Regions from separate parts of the Cricetulus griseus genome. Here region 1 is linked to region 2. Evidence: chromatin contacts called from public Hi-C data. All regions are on one chromosome and are shown on one strand. Each heading gives the region's core, a stretch centred on a gene start, on an enhancer-like site or on the middle of the called end of the contact. The rest is flanking DNA. Distances are from core to core; before and after follow the strand shown.

The links. A called contact is a pair of places that touch in the nucleus more often than the background predicts.
Region 1: a contact with region 2 is called in a Hi-C map of the CHO-K1 cell line, with 4 times the contacts expected there. The contact joins the enhancer-like site here to the promoter of Gulp1 in region 2. A contact is called at or near these places in 2 of 8 Hi-C or Micro-C datasets (both in the CHO-K1 cell line).

Annotation. Positions count from the first base shown.
Region 1 is chr2:401,345,117-401,349,773 of CriGri-PICRH-1.0, reverse strand. All of the region lies in intron 1 of Gulp1 (PTB domain-containing engulfment adapter protein 1), which reads right to left. Among named protein-coding and RNA genes, the nearest start is that of Gulp1, 42 kb to the right of the region's middle. Within about 2 kb of position 2,628, at least 3 of the 6 cell types and tissues checked have open chromatin away from gene starts, as enhancers often do. A contact at or near this core is called in the CHO-K1 cell line, where this site is marked.
Region 2 is chr2:401,302,701-401,307,401 of CriGri-PICRH-1.0, reverse strand. It overlaps Gulp1 (PTB domain-containing engulfment adapter protein 1), which reads right to left and starts at 1,491. Exons shown (of 12, transcript XM_027396815.2): 1 at 1,360-1,491.

The DNA of each region.
Region 1 (4,657 bases), core at 1,379-3,878, 41 kb before region 2:
TGCCTCATTTGTGTCACTAAAAACAGCAGGCCATCTTTCGAATATACCAAGACTAATATCTGTATGGGTCAGTGTCTTGGCAAACAGGTGCCACACTAAAACTCTGAAGAGAACAATGAAAGATTATTGACAAGGAAGTGGGAAGGACTCAGGAGAGAGGGGGGGGTGGAGGGAGGAGGGAGGAGGGGGGGGAGGAGGGAGGGAGGGAAGGAGGAAATACTGTCCTTAGGATATAATAGCAGAGCTATTGCCCACATCAGGCTTGAAGGGACATGATGAAAGGAAGACAGTTGAAACTAGAAGAAGAAAATTACACTAAGAAGGCTGCTTTGAGAAAAGTGCTAGAACCTGAAGAGGGCAGTCATGAGTCCAAAGTACCTGCTGAAGAAAGGAGCTGAAACTCACACTTCTCCCTGCCTCAGATCTCTTCCCAAGAGACCTCTTAAGACAAAGCAGACTGGTTTGCCTGCCAGGGGAGAAAACAAAATGCGTAAGACTGGTCATGATTAGTCTAGAGGAGAAGATCTAAGAATACTCCACTAGTCCTATTAGCTAATCTATTTCTTTCCCATCACACGCATCACTGTCTGACCTCTTATTTATTATAATTTTCCTTTCTTCCACACTAAAATGTTAGCACTCAGAGAGCAAGGACTTTTGTCTGCTTGTGTTTTGTGGTCTACCAAATGTAGACTGTCTAACAGAATGACATATATCTGGCTTGCAAATATCATGTATTGCATCAGTCAATGTAGAAGGAATGGCAACTACCTTTTGAATATAGTTTTAAACACAATCTATAAACAATACCTCTTTAAGAACAACTCCTCTGGCTTTGAGTAAGACAGAAGGTGACTGTGAGCTGATTTATGATATGTGATATACAGCATAGATGTCTCTGATTTTGTTTAAAAAACAACTGAAAAAAGGACAGAAATAAACTCCAAAAGGCAAGATATTAAATATTTTAGTATCCACTCTATCTACCTGCTTTCACCATGAATAAATCAACCAAGACCTTCAATCACAGGACACCTCAGGCCCTGAGCAAGGAGTTCACTAAAGACATGATCAGTAAGAAAGGGACGTTAATAGAACCACTGGTTTCTTGATTTACTAAACTATACATGACATTTGCTTGCACAATGTGCTTGGCAATCAGAAAAGCATATCCCTTACAGTTTCTCAGACTCCCTGAAGCTGATGCAATTAACTTTGAAATCTGTACAATGGGTATAAAAGAGAGTTACAAAATAATTCTTAGAGCTGGGAGTGGGGCTGGGTAATGGAGGTCTTTCTTTCTTTCCTCCCAAGTAGATGAGCCTAGATTCAATCTGCAGCCTAAAGGATGACAGAGGCAAAGGAAGGAGGGGGCATCAAATGCAAAACACAACAAATTTAAATAATTTATTATAAAAATCAGGAGAAATATTTCTATTTTCAAACAATTATTAAGCTGGAGATGCTTTTCGTAATTCCGTGGTTCTGGTCATCCTCTGTTAGCAGGACTACAGTTTCATCCCTGCCCACGTGATGCTGGCACCAGCTCCTCTCAGACTGAGTGACCCCTGTTTCTGCCCTGAGTCTTCATCATCACTCTTGGTGCACAGCCTCACTCAGAAACAACAGGAGCAGGAGGAGGCTTCTAGGGGACTGTAAAACAAGACTTTATTAGTGCACTAACAACTACAAGTGGTGAAGTATTCACTAATCTCATACAATTGCTGGTATTACATAATCCCTCACTTCCGAAATTGATTTTCCAGGTGACTCACACTACAATTAAGAACTAAGGCCATAATAAATTTATCCAGGACTGAACATTCCATTAGCCAGATTCCAAGATTGTCCAGGGCAAGTATAACATTACTTTGTAACCTGGGAAGTCTGACAGGCAGGGTAGCAGAGGCACAAAGAGACCACAACATCCTAACTGCAAATTTACACATAATCATGTGACTAAGGCCCGAGATTCTGGATAGCACCCGGGAAACATGAGGTTCTGAAGCTGAAAGTCCATCGTGAGTCACCCTGCTGCCCCAGTGCTGTCACCAAAGTTTCTGTTAAGTAAATCAGAAAAACAAACACACCTCTCTTTTTCCCTACAAGAAACAGTTATCACACGCACTAAGCAATAGTCCCCAATTAGCAAGAACCAGCAGAGCAAGACCTGCTTTGTCTGTTTTTGGGTTGAAACATTCCTGTCCAAAATGAGAGGAATGTCTCTGGAACAAAGAGTGCTTTATTGACACAGAATGGCATCTCTCTGTGGGTCCCTGCGGAATTCATCAGTTTCATTGTGTTCACTAGGCATCTTGTTCTCATGTGAGTACTTGCAAAACACAGCACCCTCTGATAAAAACGGTCTCAGCACAAAATGTAAACTTGTGTTTTATCTGGAATGTGACACCACCCTATTGCTAAACAGCCCTACAATACAATAGCTCTCTGGCCATGCAGCCCTTAAACCTGACACCAGACACCACACTGATGTTAGAGCCTGCAACCCATTTCCATTGGCATCTTGTTTGGTTTTCTCCGGCTTTCCAGATAAGCTTCTCCACCACAGACCAAAGCCACACAACCAGCCTGCTGATCCACTGAGTCAGCAGCCAGGACAGGAAAGCTGTGCTGAGTCACACAATGGCCACAGTCTATTCAGTAATCAGCCTAATAGACTAAGCACAGCAGCAGCCCTAATAGCCAAAGGTTGGCTTTGTAAGTGGAAGCCAGCAATAGGAAAGGGATTATATTCCAGAAGGTCACTAACATCTGGCTTCATGGCAATAATTAAGAACTCTGCTACAGAAAGAGAAGAAATAAAACTACTGTTCACACCATTTGATTCTCTAAAGGTACCTAAAATCTCACAAGACATTGGACTCAGATGAACAGCCTACAGCTATATTGAAGCTCGGTTGAGGCTCTATCATAAGTACAAATAATAACAGTAATAAAACCTCCATTTATTGAAGGTTACTACACACCAGGTCAGTGAGCCTTGTCAATCAGATGTCTTAATTATCTCACTACCTCAAAAGGCAAACTATTTCAATAATTTACATACCATGTTTTTCACCTGTAAAGCAAAGATAATTTCACTTACTTTTTCAGGATTTTGGTGAAAATTAAAAATTAGTCTTCAGTAGAGAATATATGAAATAATAAAAAACCCATGTCATAAACATGACTAGAATTTTCAGGCTTATTCATATTTTACAATTGCTGAAATATTAGCAATGCACTAGACACACACAGCAAAGATGCAGAAAGCCACAGACACATCTCGAGCTCAGCTAGAACACTGACTTGTGGGTTCCACAAACTTAATGACTAATAAAACCTCAGCAAAGAACCTGAGCAGAGCACTCCATCAGTAAAGTCAGTCAGAATGTGTAAAAGCCCATTCCAGTACACTAGCAAACAGCTAAGGAAGTGGCAAACAGTCCTGGGGGTTCATTGAACAGATTTCATGTTCTGTCATCTGGAACAATACACGTAAGAACAACAATGAAAGCAGTGGAAAGCAGAATGTTAATCTAAACAGGCAGGAAACCAAGGATTTGCTTCACTGAGCTAAATTCAAAGCATAAATTTCAAACTTAAAACCTATCTTCACCATAAAGTGTTTGTCCATTTGGAAAGTTTGAGGTTCCCTAATGGTTCTATAGCACTAGAAACTTCTCTATGGAGAGTTATCTGTAGTCACTGCATAAGCTGACCTGTCAGCAGAGAGAAGACATCTCAAAGATGAGCAAAGAGTCAGTGTTTAGCTACTTAAACTGCCTATCTTTGAGATATTTATGCTATGCTTATATGATAGATGGATGGATAGATAGATAGATAGAACAGAGACGTGTGTGTTAAAATATAAATTTAAAAACATTATAGGTAAATAATAACTGCTAACAGAAAAACAAATTTGCCAAAGTGATCTATTAGTATACTAAAACAACAAAGGAATAAAATGACTTGCTTAAATTATTAACATAAACATCAAGAAACAGAAGCAATGAGAAAACTTACTAGGAAAATCTAAAAGAAATGCTAACAAAAATTATCCAGGAAATCTGGAGCATCATGAAAAGACAAAAATGAAGAATAATAGAAAGAGAAGAGTCCTATTTCAAAAACCCAGAAAATATATTTAACAAAATCATAGAAGATACCCACACCCATACATACCCATAAAGATACAAGAAGCCTACAGAACACCAACTGGATCAGATCAGAAAATAAAGATCCAAGTCACATAATAATCAAAACACTAAACACACAGAATAAAGACAGACTATTGAGTTTTTCAAGGGGAAAAGGACAAGTAATATATAAAGGCAAACCTATAAGAATTATACCTGACTTCTCAACGGATACTCTAAAAGCCAGAAGGTCCTGGACAGATGTCTTGCAGATTCTAAGAGACCACTGATGCCAGCCCAGACTATTACAACCAACAAAACTTTCAATCACCATAGCTGGAGAAAATAAGACATTTCATGACAAGTGAAGTTTAAACAATATCTGTCTAGAAATCCAGCCCTACAGAAAGTACTAGAAGGAAAACTACAATCCCAGGAAGTTAACTATACCTACAAAACCCAAGCAATAGATAATATAACACCTCAAAGCCAAAAGAAAGAAAACACACACACACAAA
Region 2 (4,701 bases), core at 242-2,741:
TCCCAGTCGGTGGGTTTTCTAGCAAGGCTATTTGTTTATGAGGGGGACGAGGGAAAGGCTGGCAGAGCAAGCAGGCCATTTGCAAATCTGAAAATGTTCCAATTCCTTTCAAGGCTTCCCACCTCTCATCATTCACTCTGTCTTCCAATCTGCTCTTTTACGACCTGATCACCCACCCATATGGACTACATGAAACCATCAGTATCCTGGCCTCTGCAAACCTATAATTAATAAGGTAGCTACAACTCGAATAGCCTAAGAAAGTTTTCATTCTTAAATGTTGGTGCAGCATCTTTAAAAGAAGGCACAAAATAAATTTATTACATCTTCCTAAATGATAGTATGTTGTCAAACTTACAGATTGAAATAATGTAGGTTAATGCCTAATTGCAAAGGAAAAAAAAACTCGGTTGAGAAAAACTAAAGGGGGAGGGGGTACCTTGTCAGCCAACACTTGGGAGTTTCCCCAACACAGCTATATCTTCCTCACTCTACCTTGGCACGCTATTTCTAGCTGCAGCGTCCAGCTTCCTGTTCAAGTCTCATTCAACATTGTAAACACATTCCAAGAAAACTAGACTGCCCAGAGTTCCCTCCACACACAGGGAAGTCAGCCCAGCAGCCCCACGACAGAGAAGCAGCTGGGCTGTCTTCTGAGCGAGGTCGAGAGCAAGGCCACCACCGAGAGGTGGACTGGAGCAAGCAAGCTTGGCAAGCCGGGTCCCACAAACCTAAGGCCAAAGAAGCCGCGATCTGACCCGCCCAGGCAAAGGGCACGCGCGTGGACACCGCCCCAGACTGGGGGCCTTGCCCGCGTGGAGCTTTAAAGTATAAGCGGCCCGGTCACGAGCTCCTTGTCTCCCCGCCCCCTGCCCACATTTTCCCAGCGACCCAACAAAAGCGAGACCAGGCTGAACGAAGTTGACTCTCGGGTCGCCTCGCTGACCCGTCGATGCTTCGGCTTGCTGGGCAGTGCCTGCTCAACGCACCCGCAGCGGGATGGTCCAGCGTCCGCACCGCTGCTTCCCGGCCCCTGAACGCCCGCGCCGCACCCAGGCGAAGTTCCCCCACGGGCCAGAGGGGGCTGCGGCGGGAAGGCGCTGCGCGGGGGACCCTCGGCGCCCCCACCTCCCTCCCGCACTGCCCCGGCCAGCAGCAACAGGTCCCAGCCTCCTTCCCCTCCCGCCGACTCCCCGAGCCTTCGGGGTCCCGATCTGTGTAACCTGCGGGCAGCCGCAGCCCCGCGCCCTCCTCACCCGCCCGGCTGACCGCGCCCGCTTCCCGGGGTCTGCTCCCGGTCCGGTCCCACGCCACCTGGCCGGAGCTGGCCCGACCCGGACGGACGCGTCGGCTTCCTACCGTGGCTCCGCAGAGGGATGCGGCCGCTCGGCTGGGGCAGACACGGGATCTCCGGGGACCTTGGCCCGCTCCTGCGCGTCCGTGGCGGACAAGGAAACTTTGTGGACGTCTTCACTACGCTGGGCCCGGGACTCTAGGACTCCCGTCCCCTCCCTCCTCCTCCTCCTCCTCCTCCTTCTCCTAATCTGCTGAAGCCTGAACTGGCGCTGGTGGCGGCCCGGGCTGGGTCGGGACTTCCAGTCTCTGGGGCTGGGATGGCGGGGCTCCCCCTCTCGGCCAGAAGAAAACTCCTTATGCGCACTTCGACCAGTCTCCTGGAGACGCTGTTGGGGCTTTCTGCAGTAGCACGGAACTGTCCTGCTTTTAAAGGCCCACCTGGAGGGGCTAGGAGGTGCGGAGAGAAAGAAACGGGTCCCCAGGAGGGACTGTCCCTTACCCGGTTCTTATTCCGGAGGGAGCGAAAACGCGGGCCCCGCCCCACTCCCACAGCGCCGAGTTTCCTTTTGCACCTCCTTCCAAAGATGCTGTTTCTCAAGAATTTAAAACACCTCTGCGGTCTAACAAGGGGGAAAGTGCTACAAGAGGGGCATAAATATGAGTGAGTCGTGCCCTGTCCTAGCCTCAATTATGAAACACTGTCGCTGCTGCGCTGACCAGACGTTTTTAAATATATTTTTTTCTCTTTAAACACAGCCTGAATCTTTGCAGATTATCCCTCTCACCCTACCCACAACAAAGAAGGAACAAACTGCCTTAACTGCCACATTCTGTTTATTTGCAGCCTCCCTATGCTTAGCTCAGAATTCAGAACTTCTGTGTGGAATTGGAAGGATAACACAGCAATGAGCCTGAGTGGAAAAAGAATAGAAACGTGTTTTCATAGGAGTAAGTCTTGGACAACGAGAAGACTGCTACAAAAGTTTCTAGAGATAACCCTTAGAATTTAGCTGACTTAGTAAGGCATTTTACAAGGTTAGCATGCATATATATCGGCGTGGTTTAGAATATGTTTCATCCAAGCCAGGGCTAAGAGGTAGGCAGACAGACCTGAATGCACTCCAGTCCCTATGCTTACTCTTTTTGTTGCCCAGGACACTTTTTTCTCAATTATAACAAGGAAAGGACTTCCAGTCATGTGTACAGGAATTAAAAACGGACTTAGAAGAAGGAAGACAGCAAAAATTGGGTTCTTAAACATCCCATCATATTTTTGCTTTAATTTGAAGAGAAACGTAGTGGACATTCCTTTCCAAAGACCTTGTAGCTGAGTGGATATTCCCTCTGACGCTTGTTCTGTTAGGAACCAAGCAGCCTCCCAATATGTCAAATGGAAACAGTTTAAAGGTCACTGTACTCTAGTCAAACTCCCTTGTTTTGAACACAGGTAAGGGAAGTCCAGGGACAGTAGCTGTTTATCCTGATGCCTTGTTTAGAACTCCTGAATTTGGCTCTTAGTTTTTTGTTTCCTCTTTTATCAAAACAAGTAAGCATATATTAAAATTATTGTAACAGGAGGCCAGCTATGTAACTCATTTGACAGACTGCTTGTTTTGCATGCATCACATAAAAACAGGCATGGTGACTCACTCATGCCTCAGGAGATAGAGTAAGGAAAATCAGAAGTTCATGATCATCTTCAGATACATAGCTAAAGGGAAGGGTGGGATACATGGAACCCCGACTAGAAAGAAAGAAAGAAAGAAAGAAAGAAAGAAAGAAAGAAAGAAAGAAAGAAAGAAAGAAAGGTAAATTACAGTGAAAATATTTATCTGAAGACAACACTTTTTTTTTCTGTAAATAACCTTAAGTAATTCATGAAGAATTACTGAATAATTTGCAATGTCATTTGAATGATTTTATCAGTATGATTAGAAACTATCTCTGGGCATTGATGGTGCTTGCCTTTAATCCCAGCACTCGGGAGGCAGAGGCAGGTGGATCTCTGTGAGTTTGAGGCCAGCCTGGTCTCCAGAGCGAGTGAGTGACAGGATAGGCTCCAAAGCTACACAGAGAAACCCTGTCTCGAAAAACCAAAAGAGAGAGAGAGAGAGAGAGAGAGAGAGAGAGAGAGAGAGAGAGAGAGAAACTATCGCTTAAGAATAGGGAAGCTATCAACTTAATCTAATATATACTTGCAAATATGTGGAGTATTTCAATACAATGATGCAATGATAGTAAAAGATTCTAGCAGAGACTCCCAAGAATACATAGCTTGAGAAATATTAGATCACTTTCAATAAACAGTTCTTCTTAAGTATAGGGCCAAAGAAAGACTCTAGCTACTGAGGTCGAGCATCATAAACCCCGTTCTATGAACTAGTGGAAAGTGTCAATGCATGTCCTTTACCCCATTCATTTGCCTCTTTTAGTCTCTCCCTCACTCTACTTCATGTTGAGACTCCCCTGCCTTCAGAGAACCAACTCCTGGTTCCTGAAGATACACCCCATATTCCCTGTCACAGTAAGAGACCTCTTTCTAGCCTCCTCCTCACTCCCTGACTGAAAACTATTTCTCAGAGACCTGAGGTAGTTCTCTCTCTATCTGTGTTTCCTACCTATGGCTGTAGAGTACTAAACAAAAAACAAATTGTGACTAAAGTGTATACTCACCACAGATGGATGAAAAATGCAAGAATCACCACAACTGTCTCTTTCTAACCATTGTACACAGTGCTCAGGGTTGCTTGCTTTTCTATTTTCTCTAAGTTACTTATTGCTTAGTCATTTTAATACTTGAAATTACAATATGAACTTCTTTATGAAATGACTTGTAGGCATAAAAATCTCAAGGATGTTAGAGCCAAGTTTTTAACAGCACTAAAATGATGCAGAACAAAATTTTAAATCAGATTTATAAGAAGAAAAATGACAAGGAAAAAGGTTGTGGAAGCTTGGCAGGGTATAATCACTAAACAGTATCTAACTCTGCCCATTGAGTTACTTCAAAATTTCAGTTAAAAATTCTTTCTATTCATCATGCTGCACACAGCCACTCATAAAAATATTAGCTGCCTTCTACTAATTTTAAAATGAATGCTCCTGCTCAGGCCAGTTTTCAGTTTCTCTTACTTGAATAAGAAGAGAGTTGACCAATTCTTACTGACGCAGGAGATGATGTCACACCCTTGTATTTTCAGCACTCTAGGGGCTGAAGCAAGACATTCCTGGTAATCACACTTTGACAGGATTTACAACCACCTAGACAACAAACTTCTGGGTGTGTCTGTAAGGGCCTTTCTAGAGAAGACTGTCTGAGGAGCAAAGATCCACCCTGATCCCATGATCAGGGCCACCAATTCACTTCAAAGGGAACACTGAGAAAATGAGTTTGAGCGCAAGCTA